Linked DNA regions of Mus musculus: region 2 is linked to region 1. A link is a contact called in public Hi-C data. All regions are on one chromosome and are shown on one strand. The core of a region is the stretch at or near the end of the contact, and the rest is flanking DNA. Distances in the headings are between cores, read along the strand shown. Region 1 overlaps Slx4ip (SLX4 interacting protein). Region 2 has its middle 19 kb from the start of Gm14064.

The links. Hi-C and Micro-C count contacts between places; a contact is called where the count stands out from the background.
Region 2: a Hi-C map of the N1E-115 cell line shows a contact between it and region 1, with 11 times the contacts expected there. The contact joins two enhancer-like sites. A contact is called at or near these places in 1 of 484 Hi-C or Micro-C datasets (the N1E-115 cell line) and 1 of 9 other capture datasets (adipose tissue).

What each region holds. Positions count from the first base shown.
Region 1 is chr2:136,910,893-136,914,556 of GRCm38.p6, forward strand. All of the region lies in intron 2 of Slx4ip (SLX4 interacting protein), which reads left to right. Among named protein-coding and RNA genes, the nearest start is that of Slx4ip, 21 kb to the left of the region's middle. Within about 2 kb of position 1,874, at least 25 of the 459 cell types and tissues checked have an H3K27ac peak or open chromatin away from gene starts, as enhancers often do. A contact at or near this core is called in the N1E-115 cell line, where this site is marked.
Region 2 is chr2:137,642,130-137,646,046 of GRCm38.p6, forward strand. No RefSeq gene overlaps it. Among named protein-coding and RNA genes, the nearest start is that of Gm14064, 19 kb to the right of the region's middle. Within about 2 kb of position 2,237, at least 16 of the 459 cell types and tissues checked have an H3K27ac peak or open chromatin away from gene starts, as enhancers often do. A contact at or near this core is called in the N1E-115 cell line, where this site is marked.

The DNA.
Region 1 (3,664 bases), core at 624-3,123:
GAGTCCTTGAAACAGCAGCTTTCATGATCTCTGGATGTCTACATCCCTGTAGTTTACAGCAAGGAGGTCTGTCCTACACTGCAGTGACTCTTCCTAGTTAGAAGAAATGGTAGCAGCAGGGACACGTCTCTCCAAGCATCTGTAGTTATCATAGTTGAAATCATTCGTTGTCCCATCCCCGTATTTAAAATACTTCTAATTGTATAAACTTTTAGAATCAAACAAAAGTCAGGTTTAGACAGATGTTAGCAAACTAAAGCATGTATGACAGCCATTTGTTTTAGAAAAAATAAAGTTTTATTTGTACACAGGCACTTCTATTTGTCATCAGTTGTCTCTGGTTGCTTAAGCTTTAGTGGGCTGGTTTAAGTAGTTATAATAAAGGCAGAGCTCACTGCCTACAAAGTAGACATAACATTGCTTTAATTTTATAATATGTGTGTAAATATTTCTTGAAACACATCTCACTTTCTACTAGCCAAATATCAAATACTCAGTAGGTGCCGGTAGCTAGTAACAGTTGTATTGGATCACACACACACACACACACACACACACACACACAAACACACACACACCACACCACACCACACAACACACACACATACATTTCAGTGCTTAAAATCCAAAGTCTCATGCATGCCAGATGAGCTGTAGACTTGAGTTACTCCTGGCCCTGGCAGAATAGGTCTAAATGGCTGTAAATGTTCTTACCTGCTTAAAGCATGTCACAGTAAGCATTCAATGGAATTAACCCAAGGTTAGTTAATGAAGGTTTCATTGAACGCTTACTACAAGCATCAGGCAAGCCCAAAGCAAATAGTAACAGATATGAACACTCAAGTATTAATCATAGATATTTGTCCATTAAAACACAAAGTGTTCGAGAAAAGAAACAGAACAATAAATTATTGCTTAAAATGTCCAATCATGTATCTGATATCTGCCTCAGGAAAAGTTCAGGGTCCCATTCCTGGCTTTAAGAAGAGTAAAATGTTGCCAGGCTTCATTCCCAGTAATTACATTTTAAGATTTAACATGTTTAACTTGGGCTCCAGAAGAGCAGTACAGTGAAAGCCCCCAAGCTCATTGTCTGTCTCTAGATCATTTCCTCTGCTTCCTGCATCTGTTTTCTTGGATTAGTTCGGTATTACAGCAAAGTCTACGATTCTTTTGGCCACGAAGACTGCTTTCCCACTTCCCCTCCCAACCACTTACTGTTTCGTGGGTGGGAAAATTTTTGTTGTGAGAGTTGATTAATTAGAAGGGATTCCTGGCTTCCCTAGCAATGGCAGCCTGGGAAGATTACAGAGCCTGGCTTAGTGACAGGCAGGCCAATCTGTATTTAAGGAAAACTTGGACCAGCCAAATTTCCCTGGAATGTGGATCTGGCTTTGTCTTCTACAGGGAATGTGCAGTGACCCTTTGCCCCTTCCCACCACTGTAGAAGGCTGACAGCATCTCCTTTTGCTGGTCCATACTGTCCACTTTTTCTTTGGGGTCTGTGGGGAAGTACTGGTGTAAAAAGCCTGAGTTGTTTTCTAAAGTTGAAATATAATAGGTGTAAATGTTTATTAATGCATAAAAAGGAAATGAGTTTACTATATTTTAAATTTTTCTTTATATCTTTATTATTTATGCTTTTTCTTTCTCCTGGTAGCAATTTTAGTTTTATACTGAGATCTACATTTCAGCTAACATTTCATCAGTCTTTGCATTTGTAGAACACCAGAAAAAGTTAAATATGCTCAAATATTGATGTGATTTCCTTGTTATAGTAAAAGCGAATGGGAAGAGCAATGCATTGCATTTCTAGAGAAAGAGACAGCTGAATAGAGATTGGCTGTCAGGCTTTTGTCTTGCTAGCTTCCCTCTGTGAATCACTTACAGCCTGTGTCCTAGGTTTTTGGTGTACCTAAAGGGGAATGCGCCACTGACTGTGTCACCATTGCTTATTTGAAAGTTGATGCATTGATCTGGTATGAAGCATTGAAAACAAGATTGCAGCAGGTATTTCCATATAGGGTGAGTTCTACTTACTGACCTTCTGGATGTTAAGAAAGATTGAAGTGAAGCGCTCCAAAAGAACAATTAAAGGCACTTCAAGTAATCCTGGTATTTATAAGAAATACAGCTGAGAGGAGAGCGACCTGTATCCCTGAGAACACTTTTCCAATATTTGTCTTTGCCTAACTTTGAAAGCCTAAGAAGGATAAGTGTATTCCTTCTCCTGAGTCTTAAACTCACCACTTTCCCAACCTCTTCAGCTGTTTCTTTTGAGAGCTCTGTTCTTTTGAAGGCTTTGGGCTGTAGTGCCGTGGCTGGCAATGTGCTCCGAGTGTGCAGACTGCTGTTGCTGCATTGCCAGATTGGGAAATGTGTGCAGCTAGGTGTGTGCTGCTTACTTGATGGAACTGGAACAAAACTGCTAGCAGCTTTCTGACATTACCCAGCTCAAACTATCATGGCTGTGGAGGTTTGGGGTACCTTCTTACACCATAGGAGAGTTGCTGTGGGTATTGATGGCTTTGCAGCAAGAGGATGTATTTGTTTTGAAATAAAGCTTCTTTTACCAAGTGTTCTCTGTCAGTTCTCAGGCCTCCCTGTCACAGTCTGTTTCCTTGGAATAAAACCTGTTTTTGTTTCCTTTTTTTATAACTGAAAAATGTTTCATGTTTTCTTCTACTTGCCAGACTGCTCCAGGTTTGCCTGATGAATGAGTCTTGTTTTCTTTGATATAGAAACCAAATATTCCTATGCTAATTATACTTACTTTATGTTCAGTGCCCAGTAGGTGCATCTTATTGTCACACATTGCACACATTGTCCTAGAACACCCCCGAGAAGGACTTCTCCTCTGTTTCTTTTATGTCACGGGACCTGAATACTCTAGGATATTACCGAGGTGACCAGTACCACTCCTTCTGTGTTTTTTCCTCATAACTTCTTTTTCTGGACAGGTAATGTGTAATCTTCAATTTGTGGTATATCCTTTACTTAAAAGTTCTGTCTTTCTCTATTTCTGCCATAGGTGTTCCTAGTGACTTTTAAAATAATTCTTTTACAAGCAGCTTCTGTTTATTTGTAATTGTTTATGCATGCTGTATGTGTGTGTACTTGATTGTACACATGTTCACATATGTGTAGCCAGAGGCCAACCTGGGGTGTCATTCCTTAGCATCCACCTGTACCTTTTGAGACAGGGTGTCTTAGTGGCCTGGAACTCAGCAAACAGGTTTGACTGGCTGGTCTGCAGGTCCTAGGGATCCACTGGTCTCTGCCTCCACAGTGGGGAGATTAAAGATGTTCTCAATTTTTCTTTGTGAGTTCTCTGGATCAAAGTTAGATTCTCATGCTTGCATTTTACCCTCTGAGCTACTTCCACAGCACACCAACAGTTAGCCAATTAATTCTTCTTAAACAGATAACAGAATGACAACATGTAGAGTTCACTTCTATGTCATTCAACATTAAACTGTAACACTATTTTCTTATAATGATTTTGTTTTTCCTGATGCACATGCAAAGTATGTGTTTTATTTTATCTTCTAGTGTTAAAACAATCTTTACTAGAAAGGTAGACTCAGGATCCTTCACCAACTGTATGGATTCTCTCTAAAGGCTGTAGAGGGCATCATTGTTCTATGTTTCCTAAGGTAACTTC
Region 2 (3,917 bases), core at 987-3,486, 730 kb after region 1:
AGGAATGGATACAGAAAATGTGGTACATCTACACAATGGAGTACTACTCAGCTATTAAAAAGAATGAATTTATGAAATTCCTAGCCAAATGGATGGACCTGGAGGGCATCATCCTGAGTGAGGTAACACATTCACAAAGGAACTCACACAATATGTACTCACTGATAAGTGGATATTAGCCCAAAACCTAGGATACCCAAGATATAAGATACAATTTGCTAAACACATGAAACTCAAGAAAAATGAAGACTGAAGTGTGGACACTATGCCCCTCCTTAGAATTGGGAACAAAACACCCATGGAAGGAGTTACAGAGACAAAGTTTGGAGCTGAGATGAAAGGATGGACCATGTAGAGACTGCTATATCCAGGGATCCACCCCATAATCAGCAGCCAAATGCTGACACCATTGCATATAGTAGCAAGATTTTATCGAAAGGACCCAGATGTAGCTGTCTCTTGTGAGACTATGCCAGTACAGGGGAATGCCAGGGCCAAAAAGGGGGAGTGGGTGGGTAGGGGAGTGGGGGTGGGTGGGTATGGGGGACTTTTGGTATAGCATTGGAAATGTAAATGAGCTAAATACCTAATAAAAAATGGAAAAAAAAAGAGCAGCAAACACTCTTAACTGTTGAGCCATCTCTCCAGCCCAGTCTCGGATTTGTTGCTATTGTTTAGAACAAATCCCTTGAGAAAATTCACTGAAAAATATAATAACTTGTCTCTTGCTTCCTTTCATCATGTGTGCTAGATTTTCTTGTTGTTGTATATTTTTATGTTAAGTTTTAATGTAAGTTCTGTAAAGGATTAAGAAAAAAAAACCACGCTTTTAAAAATAGTAATAATAAGGCATGGTTCCTAAGTTACAATGAATAAAATACCTTTGGTAAGAAGAAGGTAAAGGCCTTCACAGTATGAAGATTAGACATCTGAGGGCCTTGGAAGTGAACTATGGCATTTTTTTTCTGACTTCCTTTGGCCAAGGTCAAGGCATCACTTAGCCTGGTTCATCATCAGTTTCTTTATCTTAGACAGAAAGCAGGATACTGGCTGCTCTCTTAATAACTGTAAGAGGATGGAGAAGCAGAATCTAAAAATCTGGAACACTTTCCAACTGCCAGGCAACATAACTCACTCCAACATCAAAATAGGTCATTAAATGCCATGAAAGGGTAAAGTACATGATCTGGAATCATCTTCCTTTACTGTTGTGAGGACAAAGGCTCTTTGTCCCTTTAAGAGTTTTCAGCCACATCTCCAGTCACATCCTAAAAGCTTTCCTCATGTGTTGGGTAGGTGTATCCGGTCACACAGCCCTGTTCAGAACTTCCTGGCAGATGTCATAATTTACTGTCACCCTCTTGCAGGAACCCAGAACAAGGGGCCCCCATGCCAGCACTGTGATCCATTGCCTGACAAGTCCTGGGTGTCAACCTTCAGCAGGCTCAGCGGAGGTGGAACACCATTTACCTGATAGAGCCTTTGATAAAGTTGGCAATTAGATGCACTTGGGAAATCCTGGCTGGAAACTAGTTTAGGAAGCATTACAACCACATCACGTTTCTTAAAAATTAATAGAAAAGACGGAGCACTCCGGTATTTGCTTTGTTCTCGGAAGAAGGCAGAAATATAGGGGTATATATGTAGTTTTATCTCTTTGGGTGTCTCTTCTGCTTCTTACTCTTATTTCCTCCAGACACAGTAATAAATCCCCTACCAGAGACAGGAGTGAGATGAAAGGGATCAAGCGACACGGTTTACAGTTTGGGATCATAGAGCCACATTGTTTTTTTAGGCCTCAAGCTCTTCCTCTCTGTTGTTTTGTTTGTCTGTTTTTGTTTTTGAGACAGGGTCTTAAATTGTTGCCCAGGCTTCCTTGGAACTCACAGTAATGCTCCTGCCTCATGCTTTCGGGCGTTGAGATTACAAGCCTGCACCCTAAAGCCCAACTCTCTTCCTGTCTTTATTTTTCATCCCTTTTTCTGATTCTTGGTAGTCTCTGTTCTCTCTCTCTCTCTCTCTCTCTCTCTCTCTCTCTCTCTCTCTCTCTCTCTCTCACACACACACACACACACACACACACAGAACAAAGGGGACTTAATATTCTATATGTCACTAGAGCTTTCTATCTTTGATGTTAGCACAAGAGCATGATTTGTTTGACATATATTCCACATCCCCCACCCCTTTGCTTCCTCCTTACTGGATGGCTTCAGCTTGCCAGTGATTAATGAGTCTGGAAGGTGAGCGACAGTTATCTTAAGGGCTCTAAAACATTTGTTTCCACAGCCTAGCCAAACTGTCCTGCTGCATTAGCTGTAGTTAGATTTCCTGTTGATAACGGTCTGCAGAAAATAACCCCCACCCCTACCCCAAAGCTGCCATCAGCATGAAGCCCTGTTTGTATGCCAACAGGGCAGAAGTTCTCACTGTCAGCCATGCAAATTTCCATTCTTCTTTAGGCAGATAAGCATTTTACCTTTGAGAAGGAGCTAAGGAGTCTGTTGTGAGGTTAGACCAATTCTCAACCTCCTTTGGATGCAGAAGCCTTATGAAATCAAAAAGTCAGAAGTGATCTGGAAAATGTGCTTACAAATAGTGGAACAGGGAAATGAGTTCTTCCCCTAGGCTTGTTCCTCCTGTGTGGGGTGAAATAGGTGGGAAGCAGGGACAGGGCGTTCTCTGTGTGATTGGAATTCCCCTGTAGAGTCACAGGAGATGAGCAAGCCTTTGGTTTTCCTTTTTTTTTATGTTTTATTTTGCACCTAGACCAATAGGCATGGGGAAAGCTGGCAGAGATGCGCACATGAGGTTTGTCCTCTTTAATGATCAGGTCTACAGAGGTTACCAAGGCTTGCTGACCACTGGAATATGGGGCCAATTAGGCCTTGGCTTCCTTTCAAGGTGGGCAGAGAATCATTTGGAACCACAGTCTATGTCATGATGCCAGTCACTGTGGGGAAGTGAATGAATGAGTCTTCCTTCCCATATTTGCTTCTGGACCCATGTAGTCATGGTCTCTTCAGCAAATAAAGAGGCTTCTTGGAATTGGCAGAGGTTGAAGTGGTATAAACTTAAGCAGAAAAACAGTGTTCTAATACTACAGAGAAAATCTAGAGCCTGGTGTGATGGTGCACACCTTTAATCCCAGCACTTGGGAGGCAGAGGCAGGCAGATTTCTGAGTTTGAGGCCAGTCTGGTCTACAGAGTGAGTTCCAGGACAGTGAAGGCTACACGGGGAAACCCTGTCTTCAAAACAAAAACAGAAAGAAAGAAAGAAAGAAAGAAAGAAAGAAAGAAAGAAAGAAAGGAAGGAAGGAAGGAAGGAAGGAAGGAAGGAAGGAAGAAAGAAAGAAAGAAAGAAAGAAAGAAAGAAAGAAAGAAAGAAAGAAAGAAAGAAAGAGAGAGAGAGAAAGTCTAGGGAGGGGAGGGGAGTGGAGGTGGTCCTCATTGCTGTGCACAACAGCTCCATCATATCTTCCTGGTGATGATTCTGAAGGAAACCAAGTTACAGTTTTCCTTATGATCTCATTTTACTGGGCTCAAAGCCCACCTCAATCATCATCTTTGGAGTCTAATGAGCTGTTTGCAGAACAGTGTTGAAAGGCACATAGGATAAAAAGAGAGTAAACTGTGTACATGCAGAGCTTCAAAATCTAGGCTCCTCGGCAGAATATTGCCTTCATTCTAGAAGAAACACTGGAGAAGTTTCCAATGATTCTCCTGCTCTTTTGCATAGCATCTGTGGTACTGCAGTCCCTCCAACCAAGACGCAGGGTCCTTGGTGTGAGCTGTTCTTGGAGTGGCATGCACAATCATTGGAAGGATACTGTTCCATTCTGCCTAAAGCCTTCAGTACATTCACATTCCTGCTTGCTCGCACCATGCCTGCTTTTCCCAACCATGACGTTATGCCC